2 separate regions of the Rattus norvegicus genome follow, and region 1 is linked to region 2. The links are chromatin contacts, called in public Hi-C maps. All regions are on one chromosome and are shown on one strand. Each heading gives the region's core, a stretch centred on a gene start, on an enhancer-like site or on the middle of the called end of the contact. The rest is flanking DNA. Distances are from core to core; before and after follow the strand shown.

Region 1 (6,542 bases), core at 2,212-4,711, 78 kb before region 2:
CGTCCCTGACACAAAGAATCATCTGACCTTAGATCTCAACAGGGCAGAGTATGGCAAAACCTAACTCAGGGAGAATTAGGATAACTCTAAACTCAGGAACAGCTGAAGTCTTAATTAAGCCAGTCTCTTGTCCTTTCTCATCACTTTTAGACTTCCCTGTCCTCAAACTCCATTCCCAGTTTTTGCACTATTTCACAGATTATGTTGAGCGGGGCAGGACCTGTCATCCATAAGGAAGACCTGCAGTCTAAGTATCTCCAGCTCAGAGAAGAGTGGCAGGAAACCCATGTGCTTATACTCCTGAAACCTTAGTGATTAAAAGTGGGGGAGAGAAAAAAACCACTCTTTTTAATCTCTTTCTTCCTCCTCTCCGTCCCCCCACCTTTCTTTTTCTCTCTGCCCCTCTCTCAGTTTATTTAAGCATCATTAGAAAAAGGGTGACTATTTCTCTGTCCCTACAAGCTGCAGGGTTATGTATAATAAAGATAACATGAGATAAGAATGCTTTGTGGCCAGCTGGCTTACTGACTACCTATGTATGTCCACTCCCACACCAACTCTGCAGTCGTCCAGTTGAAATAAATGGTCATAGCGATGAATACTGGAGGTAGGCCAGTTGGGAAAACTAATGTCCTGAGAGGCAGAAACTAGGAGGACAGGTTTATTTAAAAATGAAAGAATGCTTCCTGAATGGGAACAAAATATACTCATGGTTCCCATGTGGGATGAACCTGGTACATCTATTTCCAATTTGAAGGCAAGAGTAGACATGTGTATATATATATATAACAGAACCTACATTTCCTCCCATCAAATCATTTTTCTTATTCCCTTTGTCCATGTGGCCCAATTAGATACCTGACTATAGAGCTAGGGATGAATCAGAGGCCCCGCCCACTCCATCCTCAGCTCCTCTTGACCTCCACATGGCTCAACACAGAACACAAGCGAAAGGGCAGCTCAATAATGGGGTTCTCCCAGCATTCACTCTGAGGGAACAAGCTAGAAAGAGGCCGTTTTTATTCCCATTGACTTGAGGCTATGAGATAATTAGCCGAAGCTGACATGATACACGAAAGAGAAGCAAATATTCTGAGCGGCAGAGATAGCTTTGTGGTTAAAAGTACTTGCCATACAAGCAGGAGGACCTGAGTTTAGATCCCTACCACTTCCATCAAATCTGGGTGTGGCTACATGTACCTGCAACCCCCATACTGGGTTGGAAGTAGGGAGTAGGAACAGAGGCTCACTGGCCAATCAGCTAACCTAGCTGAAATGGTGAGCCCCAGGTTCAGTAGGAGATCCTGTCTCAAGGGAAAAGATGAAGTGTTATAAAGCAAGATACATGACGTCCACCTCTTCTCTCTGTACATGCTCACATGCATGTGCATACATACATACATACATACATACATACATACATACATACACACACAGTCAGCATTTACATCTCTGAACACTGAGATGTGTAAAGGACAAGCAGATACTAATGGAATTATTTGATCATGCCTAATTTTTAGATTTCTTAGTTACTTGGGCCAATAAATTTCATCATGGCCATGCTTTACATGAGAAAAGGCCCTAAGTAAACAACGACATCAACCCTGGACTTGTCACCTCAATCTAACCCTGAAGAAAATAATCTCTCCTAATCCTGGATACTTAATGCAGTCCTTTATTTTCTTCCTAAATTATACGCTTCTGGTCTCATTTGTTCTGCTTCTCTGTTTGCATTTGAAAGCATTTCCTGTTTGTCATAGATAAAATGTCATGGTGAAGTGATGCTACAAACGAGATTATAAGTGAACCATCATCGTGTAAAAACATGATTTCCATGCTTACCTGACCAAATCCTTGGAAAGGCTCACCCTAACTGAATCCAATTTCTAAGTAATGACTAAAAATAACAACAGAATTTTGTCAATAGATTCTACCTTTTGTTAGTACTTGGCTGATTTTCACATATAGCCGTAATACACTGCGTGTGGTTGTAGGCCTCCCATACATACCAAAATCCAAGGGTGCGCAAGTCCTTTTTATAAGATAGTACGCCTTTTCCATATAGCTTTGTGTATCTCCCCATGCTTTGGATTATCTCTGGATTACTCCTAGTACCAAATGAGATATTATGCCAGTCTAAAGAACAGTGATAAAGAAGAGCTTGTAATAGGCCATTACAGCACATTCTTGCCACTGTTGATCCAAGATTGGTTGACTCCAACAAAGTCAGGCCCTGCAGGTCCAGAGGGAAATAGTGCTATGACAATTGTCTTCTGGATTAGCTTATTTGAGCCTTCATCTATAATGTAGACTTCACTTTTCTATTTTACAGAGGAGAAACCTGAGACATAGCAGGGGTTACTCAGCAAGATACCATGGGTCATGAATCTAACAGGTAGCAGCAGTACAGAGAATCAGATGGGACTCCAGATTCTGTGACCTTCACAACCCTCTCTCGCTTCACAAGAACACCCAGGCAGAAGTAAGTCTCTGGGCAGCAAGTTTCCTTAACAGTCAAATAGTGAAAAATCAAGGCTAGGCACTATTACTCATCTTTCCAAGGACATCCATCCATAATGCAATCCCTTGATGGCATTGGCAGGGAATCATTTTAAGATTTAAAAGTTTGCAGATGAAAATATCCCAGAGTTGGTACCCACTAAAAGATGTGAGTGCAGTGACTCCAAACTCCCAGCCTGCTATCTCTAGGTCTGCTTTACCACTGCAAAGAGGAGAGGGAGTGAAGAGGGGTGATAGCAGTGATTATCGGGGTCCCTGCTATGTTCATTAAAATGGCCCTTCATGTCCATGTGCCTCAAACGATTTGCTTGTTAGATCCAAACCTTCCACGGTTACCGGGTGGGTGTGAATGTAAATGTTTTGCAAAGGGGTACATAACACGAAAATGCAACTAGCTGAGAGGCTGATTAAAAATTCTGAGTAATACAGAAGGTCATTCTCCTTTTCTTCCTCGTAGGACTGTGTGTTTGCACTTGGCAGGCATACACACTGTGGCCATTATCCCTGCTCTGGGGCAGCGACCAATGGGTTTGGTGTGACTAAGAAAGAAAGCGCTTAGAGCTGAGCTCTTGGTGGCCCGCTTAACCTTTTGGCTGAGTCCAGTTGCCCCGCTGACACCTAAATGGACTCAAGAGAAGCCAGAGAGCTTTGTGAATATGCAGGACTTTCCTTAGAGGGCCACAATAGGCCCCATGACTAAAAGAAAATTAGGTTCCTCAGCAGCAAACTGCCCTGTAAAGGCAGGAGGGGGCAGGATTCCAGAGGAGCGAAGGGGTGAGAAAGCAATACATTTCAAACTGCTCTTCCTAATTCTAACCCCAAAACTAGGGTCGTAAATGACAGCAGAGACTTTCAGATACGTCTTGCTTGCCTGGTAGTCATCTTCTAGCCCATAGCCTCTGTGTGTGTTTGTTTTTCTTTAACTGCCTTGGGATCTTTGGACCGTCTTGGGTATGCTGGGCCACTCTTGCATGTTTGTATGGCTCCAGCTTGTTGCAGTTGCTGACCTGACTGGATCATGCACTGCTTTGATCACTTAAAAATGAAAGCCGTTTTTATTGCAAATTGTACTGGAATGATTTCAAAACTAAACAAACCACAAGGGCTTGTTCTATTTATTCTTTATTACTCGCACATTTAAAGGAACACAAAGGCTCTCGTTCCCTCATGCCCTCAAAGACGAATGCTCAGGATATTCTTTTGAAATCACCCTCTCTTTTCACATGTGAGGCAAAACCCTGGCGAGAGTGCGCCCGAAAACGGTCAACAGGTTGGCATTCTCCATATATACAGGACATCTTGAATGACTTCACTATGTCCTTGCCTGGGTCTGGGTTACAAAGTTGGGAGAACCTGTCTAAAATCTAGCACTGTATGGTCATGTATCATTGGGCACAATAGATGAACTCTGATTTTTACTTACACGTAAAGTGGAGGTTAAAACCCTGTCTCTTTTAATGCAGGTTTTAAAAGAAAATAAGTAGATATGATTTGTATTTGTAGTGTTATTTTCAACTTACAAATGAGGAAACTGGACTGTAAGAAAATCAACTACTACTACTACAGCTACTCATAGATCGACACAGGTCAAGGTGCAAAGACCAGTCCTGCTTTGGTCTAATGGTCATTTTTTTCCTCTTCTCTTCATAGGAAAGAGTTAGAGAAAGGAGAATTTCATCACCTTGTGTCCCTAACACCCCCTAAAAAAGGATCAGCACAGAGTCCTCCTTATGAAAACATTTTAAAGTTGTCATTTTCTCTATCTCATTTTTTTTATTAAAATGTCCCCTAATTAACAGATACTATGAGGACAATGACTTGAGAGGCCAAGGCTTTAAAGGCACTATTTGCACAATGAGGTATCTGTGGCAAGAGTTGCTTCCTTTGGTCTTTTTGATCAAGAGTGGTGGTTGCCTTATCTCCTCCATGCTGTAGTCAATAGGTTATTAAAAGGCACCAAATACCCTAACAGCCTCCTACTGTTGATTTTCTGCCAGAATTTCCAAGTTAATGAGGAAGAGGGTCAAGGGGATTTATTCCTCTGCTTCAGGAAATCCACAAACAATATTAAAAGAGAAGTTGGTGGCAGATTAAGAAACTTTTAATAACCTTGTGCAAACCTTCCAGACACTCATTACTCAGTACAGGTGACTGAAATATGCAATCTCAAAATATGCTTTGGGAGTTCGTGGAGAGCCAGAGGCTGGGGGGCTGGGGGGAGTCAGGGTTGGGGGAAGGGGTAGACCAAGGAGGTCAGTGAGAGAGTCAGCTCCACTTTCAGAAAAATTACTTTTAATACTAAAATAATTACATAAGGAGGAATGGCAGAGACCTTGGAGGGCTTTGCACACATAGTGTCTTGAAAGCCACTAACCAGAGACCATTGGTGACTCATCTGATGCAAGTATGATTCTTCCCCACACCACCACCACCACCACCACCACCACCACCACCACCACCACCACCACCACCATCACCACCACCATCTCTCTCTGCCTCTCTGCTCGTCCCCCTTTTCTTCCCTTTATCGCTTCCTCTCTCTTTGTAAGGCACTATGTTTGCAGTATTTTCCTGATTTCTTAACCACTGATAGTCTGAAAGTTGAACATTTCAGGGCATTTCCTGCTTCCTTACTAAGCAGGTCTGTTTCACCCAATTTGCTATTTCTCAGCACCAATAATGAATTCACACACACACAGGGTTGGCAGTCCCACTCACCACCTAGCCTTAGCTCTTTCTGGGAGCTTATTCCATCCGCATAGTAGTTTAACACAGAAAGCATCAGGAATTGTAACCACTACCAGAGGGATGGCTCCGCAGTCCAGCAGGCAAGGGTCTGGGTTCAATCTTTATCAATATAAAAACGAGAAGGAGGGAAACCACAATTAACAGAACTAGGTAGTAATTTGAGACTCAAAACCTTAAGAGACTTACCCAAAGTCACTCTAGTATTGAGGTTTAGAATATCTTCACAAATCCAAGGCCTGCATCCGGGCATCAGTTTCTTCTTCATAAAAGCCATCTCTTTGTTATCACCTCTGCTCTTTTCTTTAAATTTTTTTTTGAAATGGACAAACATACTAATATTCGTGAATGATTCATAACATCAACATAACTAGAAGTTAAAAGAAGGCCATTCATTAGTTACCGTTCTCTCTGCTATGACAAATACTTGAGACATCACACTGAAATCCAGGGGCTCTGTCTCTGGTCACTTGGCCCCAGGTGCTTAGGAAATATATCATGGCAGCAGGAGCTTGTTGCAGAAGAGAAGTGTTTATGTCCAGCAGACAGAAACACAGAGAAGGGAGACAGAAAAGGACCAGGAACAAGACAGCCCAGTGACTGACTGTCAGTGCTCCCCTCCTGTTTTCAGATCCTCCCCAAATAGCACCACAAGCTTGGGGCCTAGATTTTGACTACCAATCTTTTCTGAGAGCATTTCACATTCAAATCATAACAACGAGTTATAGTGGCAGAAATCCCACAGTCAAGAACAAAGAGAGAATGTCAGGCATACATTGCACTCAAGATCACAGGGGCTATAATAGAGTGTCCTGTGGCAGACCAGAAGTATAAACTATTTCCTATAAAGGAGAAGAAGAGTAAATATTACAGACTTCGTGGCCCATTTGTTTTATTTCACATGCTCAACTCTGCAATTAGAAGCAGCCTTTAGCAATATGTAAATAAGTGAGCATGGCTGGCGTCCAATAAAACCTTATTTGTGAAAACGGGCATTTGAATTTCATATCATCTTCATGTTTATAAAACATTATTTTTCTTGGGGTCTTCGTTTTAATCATTTAAAGATGCTTTGAAGGACAGTTTTAAATTGCAGGGCATCCTCCAACAGATCCTATTTAGCCCACAAGACATAGTTCATAGATCTCTAATATAGAACAAAAGAAATGATAAAATGGCTGACTTGGGTAAATACTATTTGGTAGGAAATACCTTGTCACTAAACTTCATTATGAAGAAGATTACAAAACCATATTAGAGTCAGGAGGTGGTAATGC
Region 2 (6,454 bases), core at 535-3,034:
GACAGTGGCTGTTCCTGTTCTGAGACTCAATGTCCTAGTGCAGACATGGTTATCACTCAAGCCTTCTGAGAACGATTCAGAACACTGCTGTACAATGGCTATCTGTGAGCTTCAGGAAATAACATAGGGCCAGCAAGATAGCTCAACAGGTATATGTACTTGTCACTTGATCTCCCGGGTTTGTGAACACACACACACACACACACACACACACACACACACACTCACTCACCCACTCCCAACACTAAATGTTAAAAAATTTTCAAAATTTAGAAGGTTTTTTAAACAGGCCAAGATAAAGACATTTTGCTTAACTGATATATTTTTTAAAAATGCAGTCCAAATATGCAATCATTTTGAGCTTAAAAAAAAAAACCTCCCCTCATGTGTTCAAAATCCTTTTTATATGAATCCCCTTTATTCTGGATTGGCTACATTTTAATAATTGGGTATGGGTCAGAAGCAAGTCCTCCATCCTCTTATTTTGGAAATGAAAATTATTTACAGAACGAAAGCATTGTATGAGTCTCAGGTCTGGATTTTTGATAAGACTACTGCATTCTTTCTTTGCCCTGGTGTCCTCAGTGGGCAGTATTAGTTGAGGTCCACAGGATGCCTTGAATTGGGCCGAGGAAAGCGCTATCATTAGGAAAAACGGGTTTCCCACTTTTGTTGAACCAACAGCACCGAATTCGAGTTAGAGTGGGACTCAAATGAAAATACTGCCGTGGGCTGCCTCTCCCGGGTTCTGACCTTCTTCCCTAGGCCATCACAGGCTCAAGGCCCTACTGTCCACACACGGACCCTCTTTCAACCTGAGTGTAACTTGACTGGTGCCTCTGAAGAAAGGGAATGTTAGAGTCTGCGGGCCCGGAGGCCCTAGGACCGGCACAGCGCACGCCTCCCGGCTGCGGCTCTAAACCCGGCCGACCGCGTCCGCGCTCACGCGGAAAATTATGCCGGTTCCAGCAGCGCGTAAAATGGATGTGAACCGCACGGAGTGGGATCAGCGCGATCCTCCCTCTCTTGTCTCAACAGGGGTTTCGGCGCGTTGCACAAGGCCGAGCTTGTCTCTTTACGGAGACATCGGGCCCTAATTAGTGCGCACCCCGGCGCGGCGCCTAGCCCGGGCTCCGCGGCGAGCGGGAGACGAGCCTCGGAGGGCGTCTTCGGACCGGCCTGCAGGCTCACGGCCGCCGCCATCGCCGCCGAAACCTGCTTCTAAAGATGCAGCCAGGGCAGCAGCGACAGCAGCCGCCGCTGCTCGCCACCCCACGTTACTTTGATTGACAGCTGAACAAATGTTTCCGCGGTTCGAACGCTCGCGCTAGGGAACAGCGGCCAGGGCGAGGCTCCGCCCTGGGCGGGCCGCTGCGCCCCGCCCCCGCCAGCACCAATTCTTTGCACTTATTGGTCGGAGCTCCTCGTCACGCCCTGTCCCCACGTGGGTCTAGCCTGTCAGGCCCCGCCCTCCTGGCTTGCCATTTGTCAGCGGTGAAATGATGGGCAGTAACACAGAACGGCGATTAATGTTCAGCCATCTCCGATTGGTTGATGCGGTGCCCTCGCGCCGCGGGAGGGTGGGGCTCCTGGAGAGCGCCGCGGAGAGCGCGCGGGGCTAGCCGGAGACTGTAGTCAATCTGGAGGCATCCTTGGCCACGGTGGCCACGCGAGGACTACATCTCCCGGGATGCTTCTTGGGCCCTCCGCGGATGGTCGTGAATATGTATCAGAATGTTAATGATTAGCTGCTGCTAAATTTGGTCAAAGAAGTCACCTACACAGAGCGCGTTGTTAGAGCCGTTCCGAGCGGGCGTTCGGCTGTTGGCTGCCTTCTTCCCCCTCTTACACACTCGTGTATTATTTTGAGGTGGTGTTCGCAGAGTTTGAAAGAGAATTTTAAAAAGCCGCAAGCGTTTCGCTCTTTTATTTTTATAATCCCCTTCAATTTGGGGCTAAAAAAACAGGAAGGAAGAAAAGGAAATGAAATGTGGTAAAAGAAGCTAAAAGGTGCCTTTTAAAAGATCGTTGCTGTGAAGTGAAAAATCTCCAGAGAACCCCCAAGCGCCGCGAGACCTCTTCCGAACCAAAGGAGTTTGAGCTAGCTCTCAGGGAAGAAGCGACCATTCATTCCGAGGAATAGCAGCCAATTAAAAGACAAATAAAAAAAGTTTGGAGTGGGGCGCAAGCAGGCGGGCGGCGCTCGGCGGGCGCGGGGCTCGGCGGGCGCAGGACGGACGGTGCCCGCCGCCCTCAGTGACGCCCGCGGGGAATGCGGAGCCGGCCGCCCGCGCTCAGCCGCCGCGCCTGCCTGCCGCCCGCGTCACGCGAGACCCGCAGGCCCGGGACGCCGCCGCGGGGCCCTCGAAGCGGATGAGCCGCGCGCCTCTGCCTGGCGCAGCCAACTAAAGCGGCGTGGATGATTCGCGACCTGAGCAAGATGTACCCGCAGACGCGCCACCCGGTGAGTGGCGCCGCGCCCGCACCCCTGTCCGCGGCCGGCCGCTCCGAGAGTGCGGGAGGCGACCGACTTGTAGCCATTTTCTTATTGTTGTCTCTGAAGCCCCGGGAAGCCGCGCGCCGCCGCTCTCCGCCCGCGCGGCTCTCCCGAGGGGGGCGAGCCGGGCGACGCGAGTCTGCGAGGTGGAGGGCGCCGGCGGCCACAGGCCGGACTAGCTCGGCTAGCTGACGGCCGCTCGACGCCATGGCGCGGCTGCCCCCGACGGGCCACTTTCGATTCCGGGTAGAGAGGGATGGGAGAGCCGGGCCGGGGGTTCGGGGGTTGTGCGGGGGGGGGTGTGCGGGGGCCAGGCTGAGAAGCTGAGCTGAGAGAGGCCGCCCGGAGGGTGCCGGATCCCAACCGGCGAGCGAGAGGCGGGAGCGGCGCGACGACCCCCCACCCCACGCCGCGGGCAGTCCACCCCCCACCTGCGATGTGGGCTAATTAAATATTTTATTGTTGTTCTTTAGGCACCGCATCAGCCTGCTCAACCCTTCAAATTTACAATTTCAGAATCCTGTGATCGGATTAAGGAAGAGTTTCAGTTTTTACAGGCTCAATACCACAGGTAACGATATTGACTTTAGCTGATCCTTCTGTTTGCTTAGCTCTTGTCTTACCCCCCTCCAACACTACTCCCCCTCCTTTGCCTCCCCCCCCCCACCAAGGTATTACCATTTCCCCCCACTGTGGGCAGAAAAGGCAAGTCAGGGCCTCTTTTTCCTTTAGGCAGGTGTAAAGAAATTAAGCATTTCTTCTCCTGTAAACAGAAAAGGGAACCAGAACAATCGAAACTGAGGAGACTTGGAAAACGCTGAGGCCAAACTTTCGATATTGATTTATTGGGTTAGGAGAATGGAAGGTTGGGAAGATTCTGGGGCCCTTTGACTTCTTGGTTCTTTATTACTCAGGGCTTGATTTCTTCCTTCTGCCATTCCGTGGCATAATTTGAGAGCCAGGGGAAGTAAGCAGTGAGCCATTTCATTACTTTTATTAAAAAACAAAACCAAAAACCAAAACCAAAACAAAAAACTCCAATGCTTTCATCTTCGAGGTTCTTCCGACTTGGAGTGCTTTTGAAACGTGTTTGTTTCACTGGGTCCTTAATGATGCAGAATTCTTAATGCATAAATGCAAGAGCCCAAACAAGCTGCTGGACCAGATCACCACCTCCCCACCCCCACATGGTATTCAATTTGTCTGTATTTTTTTTTTTTTTTTGAGGGAAAAAAATGTTAGTCCTAAGACTGTTGATTCTGATCTTCATTAATCTCATAGATTATTAAAGGTAAACCTTCCCTGTAGCATTTTCATAGACCTAAGTTTGCTTATTATATATATATATGTATATATATATAATTATTATCGACATTTATTTCCTTGTTCTAGTAAGTGAATTTAGTGAAGAATATTCAATTCTGGGTGAAGTCGCAGAATTCAATTGGCTAGAGGGACTATTTCTTTAAAACATAAACCCCTCTTTCTCAACCCCCACAGTTTAACCTTATCAAAGAGGCAAGCCCAAGCTGGTTCTTGTCACTCATTTCTCTCTCCTCCCTTTCAATAGTAAAGTGCTGTTTAATATCATTGATTTGACAGTAAGAGGTGATGATTTACAGGAAGGGATGTGGATTTGGAGTTGAAGGATAGAAGTTAAGTTCTACACTGTACTTAGTCGGTTTTGTGTCTTGACTAGTCTGAAGCTGGAATGTGAGAAGCTGGCCAGTGAGAAGACAGAGATGCAGCGGCATTATGTCATGGTAAGAGGACTGTGTCACAGAATCAAAGTGCTCATTAGCTGGGGAGACCGAAAGCAAGAATAAGCTTTAAACCGCTGCAGGCTGCAGGCTCCATCACAGTGGCCCTGCTAGTGTTGTTGGGGTTGTGGGTCTGTGTCCATTAGCAACCTGTAATTCTAGGTGGTTATAACTTGGCCTTCGCAACCAGCTTTGATTTAAATTTTCAAAAAGTTCAGTTGCATGGGGTATAATTTTCCGAGCTTTGTTTTTACAGATTTAAAAAAAAAATGGAAAAAAGAACTCATTTATTTTTTGTTTAGTCACAAGCAAAATGTTTTTGTTAGTGGTTTTCTTTGTTGTTTTATTGCTTTTGCTCCAATTGTAACCAGACATTTTTTCTTTATACTCTTAAAATGACATGCATTTTATGCCTTTTAATTAATGATTTGGCTAGAAATGACACCAGACCCCTTTTCAAGAATTTTCCTACTCATCATGCTAATCTGGTTATATTTTTGTGTGTATGCTTTCAATTTCTATAGTGTTATTTTGGTTCTTAGAGTGTTGATTTGAGCTGCCAGATTTTCTGTACTGTAGTTATACGCCCATTCGGACAAATCAAATCTATGTTTACAGAAGTATAATGAAGCATTTTTATGATTCAGAAGTATATATGGTGTTGAAAGAACTTGCAGGGTGATGCACTAATTAATTTTCTATCCAGTTCTTCTGCTTTGCATGTATGAATTGTACACTAAAAACAGGAAACTGAACTCTCAGGTAACATCACCTTTTCTAGCAGTTCTTTCAAAACCTCAGCACTTGTGCGAGATATCTCTGCCGTGCTTAGGAGTTAAGGGTCACATGGAACCAAATTTTCATCACTTTTTCAACTCATTTGCTTATGATGCAGAAAGACAGTTGTACAAATTAAGAATGCTGAATTTTAATATTTTTATTAGTTTTGTGTGTTTTCCTCTTGGGTGTGTGTCTTAGCATGGCTTCTAGTTTTTTAAAGATAGTAATTTGATATTTTTTTACTTTATTGACCCGGGATATTTTGGTTAAGGTAAGGTCTTTGTGTTAGTTGCTTTGTTTTCGGTGTATTTGGGCAATTTGAATATACTGGAGAGATGATTTGAAGGGTACAGGTTTAATTGCTTTTCCTTCTTTGACAGTATTATGAAATGTCCTATGGGTTGAACATAGAAATGCACAAGCAGGTAAGTTATTTCTCTATAATCATTTTAAGTGACGGTCATACCCATGTGCTTTGAAAAGAAAATTGTGTATTTTGTGATTTTTCTCTTGTACATTTGAGATGTCTACCTATATCTTAAAACTTGCGTATGAGTCAAAGAGCAAGTCTTTTGCATGTGGTTCCCCCTGCTCCATATTATCTTACCTTTTAATAATTTTAGATTATTAAATCAGAATGCGTATTAAACTTTCCTGCACTTTCAAAAACAGCATGCAAATTTTAAAATGTGTATTTTCTTTTTTGCAAAGAGTTCCCTTATGTATTTCAGGCTCAAAATTCTCTTATGAAAGAACTTTCCTTGGAAAGTATTAATGAATAAAATTGTAAATTGTGTGGAACCTTCATTGCTTCCCTGTGACAGAATAGAGGAGTGAGCTGGGAGGATCAGATGAAATCTGCAGAGCTGTAAAAGAAATTGATGTAAAATCCGTGCACTAGTCCCAGGCCCACGTAGTAGATCCTACCAGGAACTCGGGCTTCGACTCCCAAAATTTGTGCAGAGTAAATGAACCTGATAGGAGGATGTGATTAATGTTAAGTCCTAGGTCTTGCAACCTAGCAATTAGTTTGGGGTTGGGGGAAAGGCATTTGTATAGGTATACATGACCACTGCAGCCCACTCCAGCTGCTACAGGGGATGGGTTTGTTTTGATTTTTGTTTGTTTGGCCACAGACCAAAAGGAATGATTTGGTTTAAGTTCCCTAAATGAAAAAACTAGTTCTGTGTGTGTGTGTGTGTGTGTGTGTGTGTGTGTGTGTGTGTGTGTGTGTGTGTCTGTCTGTCTGTCTGTCTGTCTGTGTGTGTGTATGTAAAATGCTATTTAGCAATGGTAATTTCTCCAGGAAGCTGAAGTCATCTCCTATGAAGGACTTTGAGTCTCATCAACCATTTTTGAGTAGATAACATGTCTTATTTGCCTGCTGAGGCGATGGACAATTTTCTGTTTTTCATGC

The links. Hi-C and Micro-C count contacts between places; a contact is called where the count stands out from the background.
Region 1: a Hi-C map of frontal cortex shows a contact between it and region 2, with 2.6 times the contacts expected there. The contact joins the enhancer-like site here to the promoter of Tle4 in region 2. A contact is called at or near these places in 3 of 12 Hi-C or Micro-C datasets (Schwann cells, frontal cortex and liver) and 1 of 1 datasets of contacts at active chromatin or transcription factors (oligodendrocytes).

The regions. Positions count from the first base shown.
Region 1 is chr1:221,297,405-221,303,946 of GRCr8, reverse strand. No RefSeq gene overlaps it. Among named protein-coding and RNA genes, the nearest start is that of Tle4, 78 kb to the right of the region's middle. Within about 2 kb of position 3,461, at least 31 of the 93 cell types and tissues checked have an H3K27ac peak or open chromatin away from gene starts, as enhancers often do.
Region 2 is chr1:221,218,156-221,224,609 of GRCr8, reverse strand. It overlaps Tle4 (TLE family member 4, transcriptional corepressor), which reads left to right and starts at 1,784. Exons shown (of 20, transcript NM_001414041.1): 1 at 1,784-2,464; 2 at 2,971-3,068; 3 at 4,197-4,260; 4 at 5,418-5,462. The coding sequence starts at 2,420.